2 separate regions of the Sus scrofa genome follow, and region 1 is linked to region 2. The links are chromatin contacts, called in public Hi-C maps. All regions are on one chromosome and are shown on one strand. Each heading gives the region's core, a stretch centred on a gene start, on an enhancer-like site or on the middle of the called end of the contact. The rest is flanking DNA. Distances are from core to core; before and after follow the strand shown.

Evidence for each region. A called contact is a pair of places that touch in the nucleus more often than the background predicts.
Region 1: a Hi-C map of fetal liver shows a contact between it and region 2, with 2.0 times the contacts expected there. The contact joins the enhancer-like site here to the promoter of LSM11 in region 2. A contact is called at or near these places in 1 of 5 promoter capture datasets (liver), 22 of 47 Hi-C or Micro-C datasets (alveolar macrophages, blood, embryonic fibroblasts and 13 more) and 2 of 2 datasets of contacts at active chromatin or transcription factors (alveolar macrophages and skeletal muscle).

Annotation. Positions count from the first base shown.
Region 1 is chr16:65,880,545-65,885,841 of Sscrofa11.1, forward strand. The region is part of intron 26 of CYFIP2 (cytoplasmic FMR1-interacting protein 2); the gene reads right to left. Among named protein-coding and RNA genes, the nearest start is that of FNDC9, 19 kb to the right of the region's middle. Within about 2 kb of position 1,612, at least 33 of the 83 cell types and tissues checked have an H3K27ac peak or open chromatin away from gene starts, as enhancers often do. A contact at or near this core is called in fetal liver, fetal skeletal muscle, liver and 2 more, where this site is marked.
Region 2 is chr16:65,599,313-65,604,412 of Sscrofa11.1, forward strand. It overlaps LSM11 (U7 snRNA-associated Sm-like protein LSm11), which reads right to left and starts at 1,293. Exons shown (of 5, transcript XM_021076895.1): 1 at 1,008-1,293; 2 at 814-1,005. The coding sequence starts at 1,254. THG1L (probable tRNA(His) guanylyltransferase) reads right to left here. Exons shown (of 6, transcript XM_003134104.4): 6 at 3,325-4,963. The coding sequence ends at 4,802.

The DNA of each region.
Region 1 (5,297 bases), core at 362-2,861, 280 kb after region 2:
TGGAAATAAATAATACACTTTTTTTCTATAAAAGGAAAAATGTATAATCCCATCATCCAGAGGTCATCACCGATAATCTTTTGGGGCTTATCCTACCAGGTTTTTCCATGCATTAAACATCTAGGCATATATTTTATTTATTTATTTTTATTGTGTTTCTAGGGCTGCACCCGTGGCATTTGGAGGCTTCCAGGCTAGGGGTCAAATCGGAGCTGTAGCCGTCGGCCTACACCGGAGCCACAGCAACTTGGGATCCAAGCTGTGTCTATGACTTATACCACAGCTCATGGCAACGCTGGATCCTTAACCCACTGAATGAGGCCAAGGATCGAACCCACATCCTCATGGTTGCTACTTGGGTTCGTTAACCACTGAGCCATAACGGGAACTCCCTAAGCATATATTTTAAAATAAGAATGGCATATACAATATTGTTCTTCTGTAATCTACTTGTATCAGAGTATTCTATTAACATCTCCTCAGGTATAGTCCAGTTTCTACGTCACAGTCCAGAGTTTTGACTTCAGTGATTTTCCCTCCCTCCCTCCCACTGACCTGGAGCAGGTCTTTTAGTTTCTCTTTCCTGAGTGATCTTCCTATTCCTCAAAATTATTTGATAAATGAGTACACCAAAGTTCTGGCTCTCACAGCATCATCTTTCTTACAATCAGTCTCAGCAGATTCTGTTATTTTAGTGGGGTTTCTAGAGATTATATAACATTTCAAATTGACAAAGTTCCTAGTAGGAGAATTACAGACATTGGGATAAGAAACCAGAAGAGATGCTCTTTTGGGGGGATGCTCTTGGTGCCCCCTGAATTTTAACACCAAGAGGGTACATGCCAGCAAGCATCAGAGTAGACACCAAGGAAAGTAAGATTTGGCCATGGTCCTGATACAGACTTTCAGGGCCCCTCAGATTCTGCATCTCTAGCCTGACATCTCTGGCCATGTGATTGAACTGTGGAGGAAGAGATGGGTAATAAGAGACAGGGTTCGGGGAGCAGGCATGGATGAATTCTCTGGGCATCACAGGTCAAAGCTTGGAGTTCGAATTTTAAGTACTATGAGAAGCCACCTGTCAGTTTTAAGCAGGAGAGGCATGTTCTGATTTACAGTGATGATGTTTTTGCTGCTACATAGGCCAATCAGCTCTTTTTATCCCCTAATGTGTTACCTCCTAGCAAATTTCACCCTGAGCAAGAATGCAAAGGCAGTGACTCTCAAAGAAAACATTTCTCTTTTTTTCTTTTTTGGCTGTACCTTCAGTACATGGAAGTTCGTGGGCTAAGGATCGAATCTGAGCCACAGCTGCAGCAATGCTGGATTTTGAACCCACTGTGCTGGGTCGGGGATTGAATCTGTGCTGCTACAGACACCACCACATCCTTAACCCACTGCACCGCAGCGGGGACTCCCGGAAACATTTCTCTTAAACCAAGCACAGGGAGAAGGCACTGTTATTTTCTTTCCTTTAAAAGATCCAGAAGCAGAGGGAAAGTCTCCCCACCCACCAGGTCCCCTGGGAAGAGGGCAGCCAACAGCAGTGTCCTGAGTGCTCCCCGCCAGGCGCTCACAAACCTGAGTGGCCTCCTAATTTGGACTGGCTGGCTTCCCCAGCTTTGCCTTTTCATGATCCCGAACTCCTATTTCCTGCTCACAAATCAAACAGATGGGCAGCCTGAGAGTCGTGGCTGAGTTCCGCACTAGCAGATGCCTCTATCAATTAAAAAAATGAGGTCAGAGGTAGCTCTGGGGCACATGTTACCAAGAATAAATCTCACCAACTAGCGGAAGGAGCTGAAAAACAACAACAACCGTCATAACTTTTCTTCCTCCTTACACACCATGACCTTGTCTGCTCGGTGACCCTTATTCTTTCCAGATTGCATGATGCAGTTTCCTTTACACCCTCAAGTCTGTGTTATGAAAAATGTTAAATACACAAAGCATTTGAAAGAACAATGAACACCTCCATAGTCTCAATGTAGCGTCGCAGTGAACGTTGTGCCCTATCTGCTTTGGGATGCTCTCAGATTTAGTGAATGATGTGCAAGTCTGCTGAAGCCACTGCATCACTCAGCAATACACACTTCAGCACGCAACTCCTGCAAAAGAGGACATCTTCCTACGTAACCTCAGTATTGCGATCACCTACACTACACTAACATTTTCTTAGTTTTTCCTAAGGTATTCCCCCCCCCCTTTTTATTTTAAGCCCACACCTACAGCCTATGCAAGTTCTCAGGCCAGGGATCGAATCCAAATCAGAGCCACATCTTTAACCCCCTGTGCTGGGCCACAGATCCAACTGGCAACGTCACAGAGACAAGCCAGATCGTGAATCTACTGTACTATAGCAGGAGCTCCTAGGCTCTGGCTCTGGGTGGAAAAACTCTGAATCAGTTTTAGTTGACGCTCTAAATAGTATTTCCTTAAATGACATTCTGAGTTTGGAGGCAACAAAAAGACAGTAATACTAACATGAACACTTTCTGGGGGGCGGACTGACTCCAGTGAGTGTGGAGAAATGAGCTGGAAAACTGGAGGTGGAACCCCCACCACCACAGGAATCCCTTCCCTGGCTTTCCGGAGGGAGGAGGGGGGAACTGGACCCAACGAGAGAGCACAGCAGTCTAAACATTCCCTTATATGGCTGCACATAAGGTCAGTGTGTTTCCTGCAGACTGAGGTGAAGCCCCAAGGACACAGGGCCCGTGGAGCAGTCATGAAATTAGGCTTCTCACATCTACCTCCATCTTCCTCTGCACAGAAAGTATGAGCTGCAGCCTCCAGCCCCGCAAGGGGAACTCCGGGTGCAGTGGAAAGCTCCCTGGTGGTATGCTCCCTCTGCTTCTGCTCCGTGGGCCCCTCACTTCCAGGAGCTCCCTGGAGCCCTGGCTGAATAAATCATTTAATCTTATCTAATGTGTGTCTCTCCTCCCCATCTGTGCCTCCTTCAAACCATGCTATTCATTACTATGTCTCACCTCCACCCCTGCTCCCTCTTACCCTCCGAATTGCCAAGGAGAAAAAGAATGATTATTCTGGATTAGACTCCTGCCTGGGAAGGATCTACAGCCAGGAAACTGACCAAGAAAGCAGTTTTTCCTTCCCCCCAAATGCGTGTCAATGTCGCCCAAGGTTTGCATTTTCCAAAGGGTGGGAAATGGGGGTACAAGGCAATGGAAGGTCCTAAGGGTGAGTCACGGCAAGAACATTTTTTTCCTTTTGCGTTTCCTATTCATCTTTCTGACAACTCTAATGAGAGTGTCTCCATTGGGAACCAGCATGTCTTCCCATTTCTATAACATTTGCTAATCTCTGTTTTTAACAGAGAGAATGCACAGGCCTTAGGCGCAGGGCCTACACCAGCAGAAACTGGAATTATATCAGCTATATTGTTTTGACAATTTATTATTCTGGTTGTTTTCTAATGACAGCTAGAGATAATGACTTTTTTTTTTCCAGTGGAAGTAATATGAAGTTTCCTTTTAAAATAAGTTTAAGTTAAAAAGCTACTTTAGGGAGTTCCCTCTATGGCTCAGCTGTTAACGAACCTGACTAGGATCCATGGGGATGTGGGTTCAATTACTGGCCTTGCTCAGTAGGTTAAGGATCCAGTGTTGCCGTGAGCTGTAGTGTAGGTCACAGATCCAGCATTGCTGGCAGCTGTAGCTCTGATTTGACCCTTGGTCTGAAAACTTCCATATGCCACGGGTGGGGCCCTAAAAAGCAAAAAAAAAAAAAAAAAAAGCAAAAAAAAATTATGTAAATAACAGGACCAGTGGTGTGCGTGGTGTGCAGATAGAGCAAGAGAACACATCACCGACTAAGCCCTGGTGATGCTAGTTAAGAGGATGCCTTCTAGAACAGAGGCTCTCTATCCTGGTTGTACATCACAATCGCGTGTGTAGCTTTAAGGCCTTTTACCTGGGCCCACTGGCAAAGATTTTGTCTTCTTTGAAGTAGGAAAGGGCTCAAACATCAGGGTATTTTAGGAGCTTGGGGGGGATTTTAATGAGATAATTAAACTACCTCCCAGATGTTTGGAGACCTATGGCACTTAGTAGAGCCAACTGCATGATGACCTCCAAACTCTCAGCTTCTAGGCATCCTATTCACCAGTCTCCTTATAGAAAAGTCATTGAGGAGTTCCCCTTGGGGTGCAGTGGAAACAAATCTGACTAGTATCCATGAGGACAAGGGTTTGATCCCTGGACTTGCTCAGTGGGTCAGCTATCTGGTGTTGCCATGAGCTGTGGTGTAGGTTGCAGATGTGGCTCAGATCCCGCGTTGCTGTGGTGCAGGCTGGCAGCTGTAGCTCTTAGTCTGGGAACCTCCATGTGCTGCAGGTGCGGCCCTGAAAAAAAAAAAAAAAAAGGAAAGCAAACTCTTCTATACAGAAGTGAGTAACCAAAGCTCTGATTTCATGGCCATAACCGGCAAGGATAATAAAACAAACAGGACATGTTTCAAGGACCATAACCGGCAAGGATAATAAAACAAACAGGACATGTTTCAAGGACTGTAGTGGCTTTGGACAAAGGTGCCTGACCGCTTTAGTCGCCCCCTCTCTTGAAGATTTTTGAGGATAAACATCTGCTCATCATCTAGGATGGAGATGACATGCCCCCCCCCCACCACTGTGGAGACCCCAGGTAACGAGCTCTGTGTAAGAGCTCGCCTGGGAAGTCTTTCCTGTCACCCCCTCCTCTGGGTTTCAAGGATCAATGCTTGTTTGATGACTCTTTTCATTCAGTGGTTGTGTGCACCTAGACCAGCCAGCTCCAAACTTTTTGGACCACACCCTTTGGTTAGTAAAATTGTGAGCCAACACTTCAACTGACACATGTTTATTTGAGCAACTCTTAGACAGCTGTCACTGTTGAGCAGTATGTTAATACCCAGGAGGGCTTCATTTCTTTCTTTTTAGTAAGTGCCTAGTTAGAGGCCCTGAAAGCATCCTGTCCAACCCTGGAGGGCTAGGGTTGGAAGATGCAGGGTGCAGAAGGTGAGTAGTGCCATCCAGGAAGGGACCACATCCAGTGATCTCTGAGCCCAGGAGTCTCACACACTGCCTGCTTGTGGATGGGTTCACGGTCATGTCTGCAGAACCGATGCCTCTTAATGATGGGCCATTTTTGCCAGATACCTGATGTGCCAGTGAGCCTAACAGGTTGTTTCCCAGATTATGGTGGGTCTGAAACTACAGAGCCATGGAAAGGAAAGGTATTACTGGGAGTCAGGATGCCTTTCCACAAATCCTGGTTTGTTTTCAGTTAAAACAAAACAAA
Region 2 (5,100 bases), core at 43-2,542:
TAAAACTAGCCAGTGCATATAATAAAAGCCTGACAGACACAATCCTTCACTTGGCCTGGCAGAGGGGCTGTGAAACAGTGCCTGGGTTTTCGTGGCATTTTGTGCCTGCTGCATTCCAGCACTTGTAATTTGCTAATGTGAACATATATGTATCAAGACCCTTGCAGCAGGAAGAAGGAGCCGTCACTGAAGGTGCAGGGGTTATAAGATTATGTCCACTGTGCCATCTGAACAGATTTCTTCACACTCCATCCCGTCATCTCCAAATCTCACTGACCGAACACTTTTCCTCCCCAAATACTGGCTGTGCCCTCCCTCCCGCTGCGTGCGTGGTCCCAAGACCTCCTCGCTTCTGTAAACCCTCACTATGACATCCCGTTTTTAGGCCCATCACCTCCGCAGACAGCCCCCACCCCATCGCCCCTGCACATGCTTTCTGCAGGCGCCTCACCACCTCTATAGCCACTTCCGTGACCCCCAACCCCTTTTACAGACCGTCTACACTAATTATCCAGGCACACGCTCCCCCGGGCTATTTCTTTCCCCTTCAGCTTTACACTTTCCCCCCACTGCTCCCGCAGACCCTTCCTTCCGCAAGAAGACCCTCCCCACGCCCCCACTGCCGGCATTCCTCAAGCAGAACCCGCCCGCGGCCGCTGATTATCTCCGTAGCCTTGACCCGGACCCTGCCCCGGATTCGCGCCCCGCGCGGAGCCCCAAGCACCCGGCCGACGCCTCCCGGCCGCAACCTTCCGGACAGCGGCCCTGCCCGGCCCCCAGCCCCGCCCCGCCCGCCCCGCCCGCCGGACTCACAGGGCATTCTCGTGAGCACGTTGCGCGGCGCCTTCCTGGTCCGAGCCGGACCCCGCCGCCGCGCCCCGGCGGCCCCGTCCTCTTCCTCCTTGGCCACCATGAGGCGGCGGAGGCGCTGGATGCGCTCGGGGTCCGGGGCGGGGGCGTCCGGGCGGCGGCGGGTCCTGCCCGAGGGCCCGGCGGCGGCGGGGCCCCCGAGCCCGCGGCCGCACCCCGCGCCCGCCCGCGCCCGCCGCCCCGGCACCCGGTCTTGAGGAAGCTCTCGTACTCGGCCACGTTGTTGAAGCAGGGCGCGTTGGGGTAGGGGATGGGAGGCAGGCGCGGCGCGTACAGAGCCAGCAGCGGGTCGAAGCTGTCAGAGCTGACATCCAGCAGCGGGCTGGGCGGGCTGGCGGGGCTCCCGGCGCGAGCCGACCTCGCCCCCCGCTCCCGCTCCTCCATGTTTGAAAGGCCCGCAAGCCGAGGCCGATGGGAAGAAGGAGCGGGGCCGCCAGAGGGCGGCACTGCGCAGCCGCGGCGCGGGGTCGCACTGCCTCCGCGCGGCCGCGGGAGGGCAGCATCTGCCCGCGCTCTGCGCCGCCGGCGGCGTGGCGCGGGGATGCCACCCTCAGGGCCTCGCAGCGCGCATCAGTGCGCGGGGAGCAGGTTAATCTGCTTTAACGCACCGTTTCCCTATCTATATCATCATCACTTGGGGTGTTAGTAAGTCCAGATTCAGCAGAAGCGGAGGCCGGGACTGGCGTTTTAACAAGCTCCCCCGGTGGTTCTCTGCTTTCTGCAGCTGGAGTCTACCCCTAACTTGAGCTGTGGAGAAGCAGAGGGAGGAGGGCAAGGAGAACCCCAATTTGCTTTCGTTCTGAGTACCACTGGGGTTTAGCCTAGCTGGACTCAAACTATTTAGCTTCTCTGGGTCTTTACATTCTCATCTGAAATATGATAGAAATGGTTACCTATTTCATAGACTCGTCGGAAGAATGAAGAGATACTGCCTCTACAGCACATACCAAATGCTCTCTATGAATGTTAATATTTCTTTTTTTTTTTTTTTTTTTGTCTTTTGTCTTTTTGTTGTTGTTGTTGTAGTTGCTATTTCTTTTGGGCCGCTCCCACGGCATATGGAGGTTCCCAGGCCAGGGGTTGAATCGGAGCTGTAGCCACCGGCCTAGACCAGAGCCACAGCAACGCGGGATCCGAGCCGCGTCTGCAACCTACACCACAGCTCACGGCAACGCCGAATCGTTTACCCACTGAGCAAGGGCAGGGACCGAACCCGCAACCTCATGGTTCCTAGTCGGATTCGTTAACCACTGCGCCACGACGGGAACTCCTGAATGTTAATATTTCTTAAGCGTACAATGAAACTTTAGAATGGAGGGGGGAGGTCCTAGTCTTGGATTTCCTACACCGTATGCAAAAAGAAATTTACACATACACCGGAAAGAAGCTAGTGTTAAAGAAAATTCACTATCACCAATCTTCCAAGCACTGCTAAGCACCTGGAGGAAATGAGGATCCTGCAATTGGAGGGTGGAATAATGGAGGACTTACAAAACCTGGTTGTACTTTAGAGACTCTGCTCAGCAAAACATTGTTTTTTGGTATGAAAATGACAGTCTACACCAAAAACCCAGATATCACCCTTCATCCAACAAAGCTGTTTTCAGTCACCTACAGGCCACACCCAATCACCTTCCTAACTGCCATCACTCCCCCAAACTACTATCAACTGGTGTTTAGTCTATACTGGTAGCTTTTGTGTACATTTTTAAGTTTCTTTACGATTTGGAAAGGAAGCCTGAAAAAATACTATTCTCCTAGAGAGCAGAATGAGAATTAATATACAACTATGAAGTATGCTTTAGAATAAATACATGCTACAAAAACATGCTGAAAACCACCCAACAATACTTCTAACACTACATAATTCAATAGGTTTCATTATGGCATAAATATTAAACCCAGTAATATTTCTTTGCTCAAAACCCCCTGCCCCAACACAAACCTCAAACTTGCAAACTGCTGGCAATTTAATGAGTGCGTGCGTGTCCCCTTATTTTATAACAAATTCAGGTGATAGACTTTGTAGTGTGACATAGCACCCACAGAAAGCACAAAATTCCCTTGGGTGCTTCTCTTGAAAATCTGTACTAATACCTACTTAACTAATTGTTTGGATATAAAATGCTATAATTTACTGACCATTAAGTTACATTTGCCAAATAAGAGCTACATTCTCACGGCCTTCCTTAGCCTACCACAGTCCAGTATTAGCTTATTTGGACCTTGTCACTCAGAGTGGATTGATGATTATATGCATCAAAAACCTTGGGACCCCAAAATACTCATGTGGGGAGCTTGGAACTGGCATGTTAAGAAGGCATTTCAAATACATTTGAAGTCTGTGAACCACTGCTGTGATGAAGAAATGTGATCCTGGTTTATGTAAAGACATACACACACACAGATGGTAGACTCACATACTGCATCTGTACAAAAAAAATAAATGAAGAATTTAGGCCAAGGGAGTTGAAACCTTTATTATTTTCTCTCAAAAGATATTTTATCAATTACCAAACATAAGCCACATCTCCTATTCCTGTGAAGGATAACAGGAAGGGGAAAAAAAGGTGTAGACAGATGGGGTGTCAATTAGTGAGGGATGAGACCAGCCATTGCCCTTTCAAAAATACATTTTCTTGGCTGTAAATTCTACAGTGTAAGACCAGGCACTGGGATGTGGGCTGTCTCTTAATTAGTTCTTTATAGAGTCAAATTAATCTTATTCCTCTAAAATATGAAATGAGGACAAAAGGAAATATGCGTTCTCTCACCATGTACCCCCACTGCCTCCCCCTTCAGAGGCCAACATCCTGACAACATGCAATTCCGGCTGCTCCTCACCCAACTCCACTGGCCCAGCTGCAGGTGGAATGACTAGGACTCCTGTGCCACCCGTGACCTCAAGGGGAGTGTGGGCTCCTCTGCTCTCTAATTCAAATGTCATTATTCTGATTATACAGAGGCTACTAAGAATCTTTTTCAGTCAGTCCAACAGGGAGGTGACTTTTAGTTTTGTTTTTGGTTACGCCCGTGGAAGTTCCTGGGCCAGGGATTGAACCTGTGCTATGGCAACAACCTGAGCCGCCGCAGTGACAAGGCTGGATCCTTTAAACTGCCGTGGCTAAAAGAGAATATCAGGGAGGTGACTTTTCAAACTGAAGTATCTAGAGGACAGAGGGTAAATGTTTCCTCCTCCTCCATCTATTTTCACAAGTTTTTGCTCTCATAAAGACACATAATTTTCTTTCTTTTTAGAAAGAGGTAAATGGCCTTGGAATCATTGCGCTGGCAAGATGACGATGATCATGCCGACAACTCCACCAACTCAATCTGCAGAATGTTTACACAAGGACATCCAACTACAACTCTTGTTCAGCCCAAGGTGCCAACTTGGAGAAAGGCACAAAGCCCTGAGTAGGTCCTGGAGTTCCTGAATTCAGAGGCATCAGGCAGGCATCAATCCATATTCACTCCAGGTCGGCCAGAGATGAATCCAAGCAGATGATGCAAAAGGTGAGATTATCAAGGTCACTGGCATCTCCGTTTATGAACAGGTGAGTGAGAGTAAAGTCTGGGCTCATCTTCCATCAAGGTGAAAAGAGCATGACAGGTTTTTATGAGACTTATGCCATAATCTAAAAATGATTCATTCTGCAAGGCATAAAATAGTTCTTGCTTTATAAAAATAGTACCACGATTTTGTAAAAATGCATTTCAACCAAAGGAACCATGTTTCAACACTGCAAAAAAAGGTGTTCCACTTAAAGCAGAACACGATACACCACCCACATCCATCCTCCCGTTCCTTGCTCCCCTCCCAACCAGAGTCATGTCGCTTCCAAGGATGCAGAGATGCTAGGGGCACCTAAGACCAGGAGGCTTGGAGGGCTCTGCATGGTCAAGCATGCCAGGATTGAAAGGCAAAGGGTCAGCTGTCTTCATCCAGGATCTCTGGATGTTCCTTCCAGAAAGCATCCCCGATGATATCGCAGTGTAAGGGTACCGGCTTAGTTCTGGTCCGAGTCACCACCATCTTCATCCCTTCCATTTCTGCTGGCAGCTTAACTTCTTTTGTTGTGACTTCATCCACCTACCAGTAAAGGGAAAATATCGACACTGTTAACTAGAGAGTGGGTTGAGGAGAGGAGAGGCAGATGTAAAGAAAATTTACTTTTTTACTTTATATACTTTTGACTTGTGTATGTTTCAGGCACACACACACACACC